4 separate regions of the Zea mays genome follow, and all the other regions are linked to region 1. Evidence: chromatin contacts called from public Hi-C data. All regions are on one chromosome and are shown on one strand. Each heading gives the region's core, a stretch centred on a gene start, on an enhancer-like site or on the middle of the called end of the contact. The rest is flanking DNA. Distances are from core to core; before and after follow the strand shown. Region 1 holds the start of LOC103632245. Region 2 holds the start of LOC100383160 (putative DEAD-box ATP-dependent RNA helicase family protein). Region 3 holds the start of LOC100272866 (Spermidine synthase 2). Region 4 holds the start of LOC103632242 (PGR5-like protein 1B, chloroplastic).

The links. Hi-C and Micro-C count contacts between places; a contact is called where the count stands out from the background.
Region 2: a contact with region 1 is called in a Hi-C map of endosperm, with 2.1 times the contacts expected there. The contact joins the promoter of LOC100383160 here to the promoter of LOC103632245 in region 1. A contact is called at or near these places in 4 of 25 Hi-C or Micro-C datasets (bundle sheath, ear, endosperm and 1 more).
Region 3: a Hi-C map of ear shows a contact between it and region 1, with 1.7 times the contacts expected there. The contact joins the promoter of LOC100272866 here to the promoter of LOC103632245 in region 1. A contact is called at or near these places in 3 of 25 Hi-C or Micro-C datasets (ear, endosperm and tassel).
Region 4: a contact with region 1 is called in a Hi-C map of bundle sheath, with 2.4 times the contacts expected there. The contact joins the promoter of LOC103632242 here to the promoter of LOC103632245 in region 1. A contact is called at or near these places in 3 of 25 Hi-C or Micro-C datasets (bundle sheath, endosperm and leaf).

Annotation. Positions count from the first base shown.
Region 1 is chr7:34,502,449-34,505,148 of Zm-B73-REFERENCE-NAM-5.0, forward strand. It overlaps LOC103632245, which reads right to left and starts at 1,369. Exons shown (of 5, transcript XM_035960874.1): 1 at 1,076-1,369; 2 at 242-314.
Region 2 is chr7:34,052,185-34,054,934 of Zm-B73-REFERENCE-NAM-5.0, forward strand. LOC100383160 (putative DEAD-box ATP-dependent RNA helicase family protein) reads left to right here and starts at 1,449. Exons shown (of 12, transcript NM_001175825.1): 1 at 1,449-1,908; 2 at 2,014-2,138. The coding sequence starts at 1,500.
Region 3 is chr7:34,976,017-34,978,840 of Zm-B73-REFERENCE-NAM-5.0, forward strand. LOC100272866 (Spermidine synthase 2) reads right to left here and starts at 1,567. Exons shown (of 9, transcript NM_001147319.1): 1 at 1,234-1,567; 2 at 979-1,055; 3 at 765-887. The coding sequence starts at 1,393.
Region 4 is chr7:34,202,922-34,205,621 of Zm-B73-REFERENCE-NAM-5.0, forward strand. It overlaps LOC103632242 (PGR5-like protein 1B, chloroplastic), which reads right to left and starts at 1,276. Exons shown (of 10, transcript XM_008654057.4): 1 at 825-1,276; 2 at 633-729; 3 at 273-373. The coding sequence starts at 1,148.

The DNA.
Region 1 (2,700 bases), core at 119-2,618:
TTTCAGAACAGATCTACACGAGCCTAGATCCACTAATGGCTGCATAGTTTCCCCGACAGAAGACATCAAATCATATAGGTCGCCACTTCTCTCATCAAATCCAGTATGATCAACAAAAAACACATGAATTCCAGATTTCCTGGTGGCATTTTAATTTAGCAGGTGTGTCAAAAATCCAGAACTACAAAAATCTGCAGAGAGAAGAGCAATAGCTACAAGGATGAGAAATGGAGAAGCATACCGTGCAGTAGACAATGACGGTGATAGAGGGCAGGTGGTGGAGTGGATGCTGGCAGCTTCTTGTTGCATACAGACTGGCCATAAAATGAAAGCACAATCATAAGAAATGCTCTAATGTATGCACAACAACAATATAATGAAAACATAATGAGACATTCATTTTTTTTCATTGATGTGCTGGCATGGCAAATACAACAGAGAGCTAAAACATGTATTTTCTTGATGAAAAATTACATAAACTAAACAAAGATGGGAAGTAAATATCACGTTTATTCTTGCTTTCCAAATGACACTCCATTTAGATTTTAGACATTTCGTAATAAACTTGATCTTGTAATGCGGCGTTGCACGTAGGCAAAACAGCACAGCACTCTAAGTAGCAAGCGACCAAACGCATGTTACGCTGGAAACAGGCAATGTGTGAATCACTCAAACGGTCAAACCCACAAATTTCGGCCAGCGCTCATCGCCTTCAAGTTCAATCCTACAATTGGATATACGAGAAACGTCCACCCCTTTCCGCCCCTTCTGTGGTGCTGGTGAGGCCCCGCACGAAGAGAAGAAGAAAAATTCATCCCTGTTCTCCCGTCTCAGCCAAGCGGAATGAACGCACGACAGAATGGAAACACACTGCACACACGCACCCGCGCGGCGGCGCGCACATAGAGACACACTATGACACTAGCGGTTTCAAGATTCTAGCCACGCCACGCCACGACATCCCGTCGGGCGAGCAGGCGTGCGCGGTGCGCAGGAAACCCAGAAAAGGACATCGGTTTCGCGGAGAAGAGGTGGAGGGCCACGCAGACGGGAGGGGCCAAGAAGTGCACCGTACGGTAGGCGGCGGAGACCTAACGCGCCACGCTGCGCGGGGGCCGGGAGGCGATTGGGCGGAGGGGAGCCGGGGTGTCGAGGCGCGCCGCTTGGGCCTTCGGTTTGAGACCCCAGACAGCCTTGTTTGGCCGCGGCTTTGGCCTCCGATCTCGCCGCGTTTGAAGCAATGGAGGTGGGAATTGGGAGCAGGCGAGCAGCCTAGCAGGGGGGTTTTGGTGTCGGGGGCTCCTGAAATTAGGTGGCGCGCAACTTCCCTCCAAAACCAAAAACATCGTTGCCAAACGGGCAAAGTGGGGAGGGGGTGTCACGTTATCCGCGTCGCTCTGTATCCTTTTCTTTTTTACAATCTCTTCTCGTTATTTGCATCCTAATAGCATCTTTAAGAGACTAGTTAAATGTCTCGTTAAACTAAATTTTAGTTAATCAACAACAAAATAACTATCCAACAGGCTAGCTATATGACCCAAAACTATCCAATTCTCCAAATTAGCTCCATCATCAATTAAATTTAGCTAACCAGCTGACTAGCTAAACTAGATAGATAATATGTTGGAATTAATATGCTACATACAGAGTTTTTTTTATCGTCGGCAATTTTTTGGACAAGTCCATAGATTCCTTTTGAGGTAAGAATTTATCCATGTTTAATCCACTACGTTTTAAAAAAAAATTAGGAAATGCCTATTCACACCACCCATCTAGGCACTTTGATCCCTTCAAGTGGTACTAGTGTCCAATCCTTGTGATTAATGCTTAATTGCATGAGAAAATAATAGTGCCAAGAGTGGAGACAATGTTGAGGTCACGGAGGAGGTCAAGCAAGTGGTCGAAGCCTTAGAACAAAAGATGATCAAATAAAGATTCAATAATATGTAAGAGGAGTTCAATAATATGAGAGGAACAAGACAAGGAGATCTAAAAGAATATGAGTGATCTCATGGGTGCAAGTTAAGAAACTTCATTTGGAGGCTCCTCTAGCAACAACAACGACGATGATGGCCATCGTGACACTGACTTGCCAAAACACGGCCTCACACATACTCATATGATTACAAGAAGATTCCTAAAATTTCAAATGTGCACTTCAATTCAATCAATGTCTGTAAACCACCCTATTTTGATGGGATTCACTATATCGATTGGACATATCAAATGAAGATGCACCTTATGTCTCTTCACCCTCATCTCTAAGAGATTGTGGATCTATGTATTACCCTTCTAGTTATAGAAAGAGACAAGACTCTAGAAAAAGCATCAGATCTCTATCAAATCTATGTATTTTTATTCTTTGCTGCTTGAATCTAGATGAGTTCGACAAAGTCAATGGTATTGAGATTACAAAGAAGATTTTGGATATACTCAAAGTTTCTTATAAAGGAGACTAGAAATTTAGAACCAACAAGATTGAGCTATTGTATGGAGAGATTAAGAGATTTGTTGAGATCTTATTACTTGACAACAAGATAAGAGACCTTGGATCTCAAGAATGAGGAGATGACAAGGTCACTAGGAAGATGTTGAGATCTTATTAAGCAAAGAATAACATTCTAACCGCCATGATTTATGGGAGGGATGACTTTGAGAGCTTGACACCACAAAGTCTTCTCTCAAAGATCATTCATCACG
Region 2 (2,750 bases), core at 199-2,698, 450 kb before region 1:
GGTGGAGGCCCATGGACACGTGGCAGTGTAGGCGGAAGCCGGTGCTGTCCCAGTGGTGGAGGCCCGTGCTGCCCATATCGATGACGCGTCGGGGTGGGCGACGCCAGTGGATGGAAGGGGGATAGGGGCACGACAGTTGTGGCTCACCATCATTGGGAGCGTGGATGGAAGGATTGTGTCCATGGAAGGACTGCGTCCATGGAAGGACGTGGGGTAGGATGTCGGGGGCGATCACCGATGGAAGGCCGCAGTTGGGAGGATGTCGGGGGCATGAGCACGGCGCACGTGGCGATGATGGAGGTTTTCCTAGGATGGCGCGATCGGGATCCTGGGATTGCGCGACCCAGAGGGGCGAAGGGGGAGGATGTCGGGGGCAGAACATGGTACACATGTGGACGCCTACAATGGAGACTTGCCAGTTCCCTAGGCCCCGCTACAGGTTCAGGCGACGACGGTGCCTGCTAGTGCGGGGGTGGAGGCTCGTGGCAGCACAAACTGCATGTGCTGACTTGGTGGCGGAGGTCCGTGGCCGTGTGATGGCCACGACAACACATGTTGTCCTAGTGGCGGAGGCCCGTGGCCATGTGGTGGTGGCGGCGAGGGCACATGATATCCTGGTGGTGGAGGCCCATGGACGTGTGGCAGTGTAGGCGGAGGCCGGTGCTGTCCCAGTGGTGGAGGCTTGTGCTGCCCATAGCAATGACGCGTCGGGGTGGGCGACGCCAGTGGATGGAAGGGGGATAGGGGCGCGACAGTTGTGGCTCGCCATCATTGGAAGCGTGGATGGAAGGATTGCGCCGATGGAAGGATGTGGGGAGGATGTCGGGGGGCGGTCACCGATTGAAGGCCACGGTTGGGAGGATGTCGGGGGCATGAACACGGCACATGGGGCGATGATGGGGGGGCGGATGATGGAAGTTTTCCTGGGATTGCGCGATCGGGAACCTGGGATTGCGTGACCCAGAGGGGGCGAAGGGGGAGGATGTCGGGAGCAAAACATGGTGCACATGTGGACGCCTACAATGAAGACTTATAGAATAGTAGAGATTGACTAGAATCATGTCAAACAAGTTAAGTTGCGCTCGAATTTTTTTATAGCAAGCGAAATCTAGATCCTCCGAAACGTACATCCTTCGGAAACCCTGCGACATCGTTTGATACCATACCGGTAACAATTTCTACCCAAAATGCTTGTCTAATTTGCTAAGACATGCTTTGTATAGATTCTTAGCTAACCGAACGTCCATCGTCGTCCATCGTCGGACGGTGGCTTATCATGGTCAAAGAGACGTCACTTTTTTACCATGGAACTATAAAATCTGATGCTTTACATAGTAGATAAGCCACATGATAGAGAAATAGACGGCTGAGGTTCACCGAGCCGCCGCTTCGGTTCTCCTCTAAAACCCTAGAAACTAACTCCCACCTCCCGGTTCCCGCCGTCCTCGCTCGCCCCCCATTCTCCGGCCCTCCCCACCGCCACCATTTTCCCCGGCGACATGGGCCGCAATCTTCCAGCCGAGCAAGTGGAAGCACCCAGGAGCAGCAAGATGGACAAGAAGAGAAAGAAGGACAAGAAGCGGAAGCTGGCAGCCGAGGCCGAGGAGGAGGCGGCGGTGACGGCGACAGTGGAGACCGTGAAGAGCAGCAAGAAGAAGCGGGTGGAGAATGAACCCGGCGCAGGAGCAGTGGAGGCGGAGAACGGCGCTGAGAAGACCGTGGCGGTGACCGGGAAGGGTTCGGAGGACCCTAAGTACGCGCCGCTACGGTCGTTCTCCGCTGCCGAGCTGCCGTCTCAGGTGCTCGAATGCTGCAGCGCGTTCGCGCGGCCGTCACCTATCCAGGCACACGCCTGGCCGTTCCTCCTCGACGGCCGGGACTTCATCGGCATCGCCGCCACCGGATCCGGTACAGTAAAATTATTTGGTTTCTGCTTTCCGTTTGGTCATTCCTTTGTCTACCCGTGTTCAAATTTGTGTTGAACTTGTTATTACGTCATCTGGGTATTGCCAGGAAAGACAATCGCCTTTGGCGTGCCGGCGCTGATGCACATCAGGAAGAAGGTAGGGGGGAAAGCAGGGAAGAAGGCTGTGCCACGGTGCCTCGTGCTATCACCAACGAGGGAGCTCGCTCAGCAGGTAATCCAGCGAATATTGTTTTTCAATCACAATACTTGAGCATGGCATGCAAACTTTGGTAATTGCTGGTTGGCTGCTATGGTGTTATATAAGTTGCTTTAGTTTTAATTTTCAAGCTTGTACACTAAAGATACCATGAGTAACTTGCAGTCACACTACATATGCTTCTACTATGTGTCACCTAATAAGTTGATTCACTATCACTGCTCGTGCTGCTAATTCATTGGATGATGAATCTTTGAAGCCTTTCTTATTTGACAATCTTTTCTGAAATAATCATTGCTTCAGGTCCAGTTGTTTTTTCGAGCTTCTACTGCTGCTTGAAGTTTTTAACATGATTTTTCCTAGAAGATTCTGTCATCAATAGCCATTTGTTTGTTGCGAAAGAGAGGAATAATAATTATTTTACCTTTTTATACAAAAATGCACATGTCATATTCTGTTTGGTGTGTGAGATAATGAAAAAGAACTATTCATAGTAATCTGTAAGAGCATCTCCAACAATACCTCAAATTGGTGTCTTAAATTGAAATATAAAGATCTACACAGAAAAACTACTCCAACAGTGCCTCATTTTGTAAAATTTTGTCAAAAACATATAGGGCACCCTCT
Region 3 (2,824 bases), core at 317-2,816, 470 kb after region 1:
GCAGTGCAATTGCATCCTAATAAATTTTGCTGCATGTTTCTTCAGGCATTACAAGTTCAAACAAATTATAAGTCAAAACTGTATGAAGTAACCAATGACCTATTCTTAAAGATGTTTAAATTGATGCAAATAGCATCGGAGTACACCTTTTAATGCTAAATGTACCATAGCATGTATGCTATTATCGTTAGATATGATGCCAGCAAGTATTTCAAATTTTCTCAGCAATAATATTATAAGCTACTAATTGCAGTTTTGGTTCGTTTTTTTTTTTTGGCATAAAAAACAAATGAAGGGTACATTCTGCTAAATAACTGTATGAGTCCAATAAAGATGCTTAGGCAAGGTACAAATCAAGGTTATTAAAACAATAAAACGTCGAAACACTCATGGGTTCAGTTTTGACTTTTAAACGTTTAAACTTTTGTTTAAACGTAGTTTTAAACAACATATGAAAAATACCAATATATCATAATTTCAGACAATAACATGAAGTTAAATACCAAAACAGAGAGGTTAGTGGCTTACCAAAACTTCACACATGAACCGGATTGGACCCAAAAGTAACTAACAGACTAGGCCCAAAAATATCTAATGGTCTAAAACGCATGAAACACTGTGTTCTACAGTTCAGAACGCCAAAATGCCAAAACGCGGTTTCAACCTCTAATTAGAGTTTTGACGTTTAAACGTAGTTTAAACGTTGTTTAAACGTAGTTTTAATAACACTGGTACAAATAGCCAAAAAGGGTCATCTCATATACCTTCTTGGGGTCTTTGATGGAGCAAAGGGGCAGGTGAGTAATCATCTCTTGGTACGCGCACTCATCCCTCTCTGTCACCTGAATAACTCCGTCGAGGACAAGCACCTTCCCGTACGTGGAGGACTATAACGCAAAACAGAAAGGCAACAGGATCATGTCCCACCGAAGAATTGCGAAGTGGCTTGGGTGCAAGCAAAAGGCAATAACAATTTACCTGAAAAACCATCACATTTTGGTAGTCTGACTTGCCCTGGAACAGAACCTTCTCCACCTTCAAGGAGTGCGCCTCACCTACCATTTCGACACCGAAACCGACCCATGAGCAAGGGCAAACACACGTGGTTGGCGTGACCCTGACCCCGCAGTGACTAAAGAAGAATATCCGAAGTAAAAAGTGCGCTCAACAGAACAGGGGGAGCATGACGATGCGCAGCGCAGCGCAGCAGAGGACGGAAAACAGGGGACGCACCGGGCCACATGGGGCTGATCTCGGAGAACCATCCTGGGATGACGGCGGAGATTCCCGCCTGCTCGCCAGCACCGGCGACCACCGCCTCGGCCCCCGCCACCGGCGCGGTGGCGTCCTCCCCGCCCTCCCGCGCCCTCTTGGCCGCCGCCTCGGCCTCCATCGTGAAACCCTGAGCGCGCGAGGGAGGAACGGAGAAAGAAAGCCCGAGGAGCTCTCGGTGGGTGTGCGCGCGGCTGGCGGCGTCTAGGGAGGACTTCTGGAGTTGGGAGGTGGGAAGCAGCGCTCGCAGCCGCGGCCTTGAGATTAGGGCTGCTTTCCCGGATGCCCGGATTCCGTTCCGTGTGTGTACTGTGTAGTAGCTTTTGGGAGGGTTTTGGCCTTTTGGGTTCCTCGCCGCGGCCGTATGTGGAGGGCAAGCGGCGCCTCACTGTCCGGTAGGGCCTCCGCTCTGCGGCCGAGTGCCGGATGCTTTATATTCTGCGAGAACAGGTGTGGCCGTATGGGGATGGGCCGATGCGGCCCCGCCTTCCTCCCACTTGCGCACTGCTTTTTATTTATTTTATCTTTATTCGATTCCATGATTCCGGGCTGATTGACGTGCCACGTGATTTACGTGTTTGTCTCTCGTATTGATCGGAGGGATGTTATCATCATCGAAAACATATTATTCATATTTTTATTCGGATTTAAATTTAAATATGAATAACTTCGAATACGAATGCATATACAAATATATGAATATTTTCGGATGCAAATACGGATAATCGTGTGTCGAATACGGAACTAGTCGGATATGGATAACGTTGGTAACAGATTTTTTTTCGGATACTGTGTAAGACATCATTTCACACAGCATTGTTGTTGTAATCGTTTAGCCACTACTTGAGTCCAAACATTTTTTAGAATTATATATGGATATATGTTGTGCCTTTATAAAATTTCATGAAATGGTAAGGCTATTAGTGTATTATTAATTTCTTTCTACATAAAATCATCAAAATACAATTAAATTCATAAAATATTCTGGTTTCGATAGAAAATTGCAAATAACTTACCAAGACTAATAAATATTCTATAAGAAGGTAACTTTAAGTCCCTACGTAAAAATGATAAAGTGAAGTATTAATTATGTTAAAACATGGATACTTAGAGTCATCTGACGTGTAACTCACACAACAAATGGAAGGTAAATGGAAACAATGTTGGCATCTTGTGAATTTATGTTCCAAACATTTTTTAGGATTGTATGTGGACATATGTTGTGACTCCGTAAAATTTCATAAATTTCAGAATCTATTTGTGTATTTCAATTTCGTTTCGCAAAAAAATCATTAAATTTATTAAATTCATAAATTATTCTAACTTCGTCAAAAAATACAAATAAGTTACCAAGACTAATAAACATTATATAATAAGATAACCTCAAGTCCCCATATGAAAATGATAAAGTGGAGTATTGAATATGTAGAAACTTAGATACTTAGACTGTCTCCAGCAACGTCCTCTATATACATCATCTATATCCGTCATTTACAGTCTTCTCTAAAAGATTTCATCTCCTATATCTACTTTCTCTCCAACAACGTCCTCT
Region 4 (2,700 bases), core at 26-2,525, 300 kb before region 1:
CATCCGGTCACTAGTTGCCTTGGATGATTTAAGTTTGTGCTCTTTGCTTTAGCTCGATTGAAGTCGAGAACTCGAGACTCTCGCTTTCGTTTTTTGAGTGTTGCCGCTGGTGTGAATGTCTCGTTATATTCTCTAAAGTATACTCCGATCATTATATTGTTGGTTATATTGGTTATTTTCTCTGGTCGTCTTGTTGCTCCATCCTTCTTATATAGCATATCACACCATCATCGCACTAGCAAAAGGTTCACAGGCGGGTAACGAGAACAAACCTTTAGTCTCAGCTTTAGTTGATCGAATTCATCATCCGTCATGATGGGGTTGCCCGAGACATACGCCATGGCGGCTTCCAAAAGCTTCTGCTCATCTGGGCCTAATAACCAAGCAGGCAAAAAACAAATGAACATCGATTAGGGATTGGCACGAGCAAATTAAAAAAATTATGTCTGCGCGCGCGCTCAAGACAAACACTGAATGCCTCGGGGACCATCTCACTGCTATCCCACCAATAACGCATGCACGCTCGTGTACCTTGTCGTCGTCTAAGGAAATACGTTTCTAGTATACGTCATCGACACAGTAATAATAAAAAGTCGCAGGAGGGGGGCTTAATTAGTGAAAAACGCACTCACTTAGCATCACGACGCTGCTCCCTTCCCACATGAGCTCCTCCTTGAGGTTGTCGAACTCCTCGTTCGACATGATCGCCTTGCCTTCGTAGTAGAAGGCCTACACACAACACAAACACCACGCATGAAAACGCCAGCGAGCGAAACGCATGCGGCGGGACTCTATCATTCAACGACGCGTGCGTGCGTGCGTGCCTGCATCGCCTGGAGGAACTCCTGCTCCATCTCCCCGATGCTCTTCTTCTCCTTGCGGTTGATGCTGCAGTAGGGCAGCATGTTGCTGTCCACCACCTGGTCCGCTTCCGCCTCCTGCTGCTGCACTTCGCCCTCGGAGGCGCGAGGCCGGCACGGGCCGCGGGCGCGCGTGGCCGCCGCGCCCCCGACGCGTGGGCACCGCGGGGAGGTGGACGCCGCCGCCGCCGCGGCGCGCGGCAGCCGGCGGGTCGTCGTCGGCACCGGCGGAGGGAGCGGCGAGGGCAGGCGGCATGGCAGGGAGAGCCGCGCATATTGGGTGGCCATGGCGTGGACGACCGGCGGGCTATACCAGCAGGGTGGCGAGACGTAGGAGGGTCCCCGGCTCACCCGCGCGCGCGGGAGAGAGAGATACTTTTTCCTTTCTGTGTGGCGCGGAGGCAGCGTCCGAAGACTCCCAACTGCGATGGCGCGCGAATGCGGACAGCGATGGCGAAGCGATAAGGCGAATCGGAGGTGCGTGGTCCAGGTCGGGACACCTGGTAACGGAAAGACTTCCCGTATTTTCTGTGTACTCCCCTTACGCTACGCAGCTCGATCCATCAACAGCTACGCTTACGCTTGTATAAAACGGTATTACTACTCTCTCCATTCTTTTATAGGGTGTTTGGTTTGAGAAATGAGCTAGTCTATCATCTTCTCACTCCTCACTATTTTTGTTTGATTTGTGGAATAGAATGAGTTGATCCATCACCACCTCATTCCTTATAGTTAGTTAGTTAGTATTAATATGAGGAATAAGGTCATTCCACCAAATTTGAGGAATGAACTCATGATGCACCACCTCAATTTAGATGGTTTGATTTCTCAAACCAAACACTCTATTATATTTTCCAATCTCTCTAAAAGATTTCCCCCTACATATTATACATCTCCCTATGTATAATATAACTCAGCTAATTAACACATATTTATCATTTTTGATTTTTTTTAAAATCATATAATATTTATAGTACTATAATACATATTATTACCATGTCGCATGACTTAATTAGTATTTAAAACATGTTAATTAATATGTAGCGGAACATAGTGCGTCCCCTATATATACAGAAAGAAGATTTATGTCTCCTTGTATAATAGGAGCTATAGAAAAAACTGTTGGAGAGGAAATCCCTACCGCTCTCCCATACAGTTAGGGGAGCTTTAAGGGTAACACATCGGACGTAGCTCCCTCCACTGCGCCATCCCGCCACTAGCCACACGGCCTCTGTAACACCTAAAATCCATCAAGTAAAATAATACATTAACAGCCATTTAAAACTTAGAAGAGAGTAAATTAAAATTTGAACCAAGTGCTTGATTTAATTTATTTTCAGGAGAATGATTTTTTGTTTGCTAACATTTGATTGATGCTTTTTTAATCCCTTCTCTTTGAAACCCGATTTATTAATATAGGAACTTTGGTCTAAAATAAATATTTTAATTATAATTTTTTATATAATTATTATGATTTTTGAAAATATTTAAAAATATATTTATTCATATTTTTAATGGATCTATATATAAAAAAGAAAGAAAAAGAAAGAAAAACGAAACCCTAATTGGCTAGGCCAGAACCGACCCATTAGTGGCCCAACCGGCCGTCGCCTCCCCCACTTCCCTCCTCTCCCTCTTTTACATGTGGGCCTCACCCGCGGCTCTGAAAGGGAAATATGCCATTGGGCAATTTCTATAAGTATTTTGGTGATTAGATGCCTAACACATCTTAATTGACTTCTTGTGTGCTAAATGTGGGAAAAGTGCAAATCAAGGCATGAGGTATGTTTCTAAACTTAGTACATTATTTTTGAATACTAATGTGGTTATCTAAGTGCTA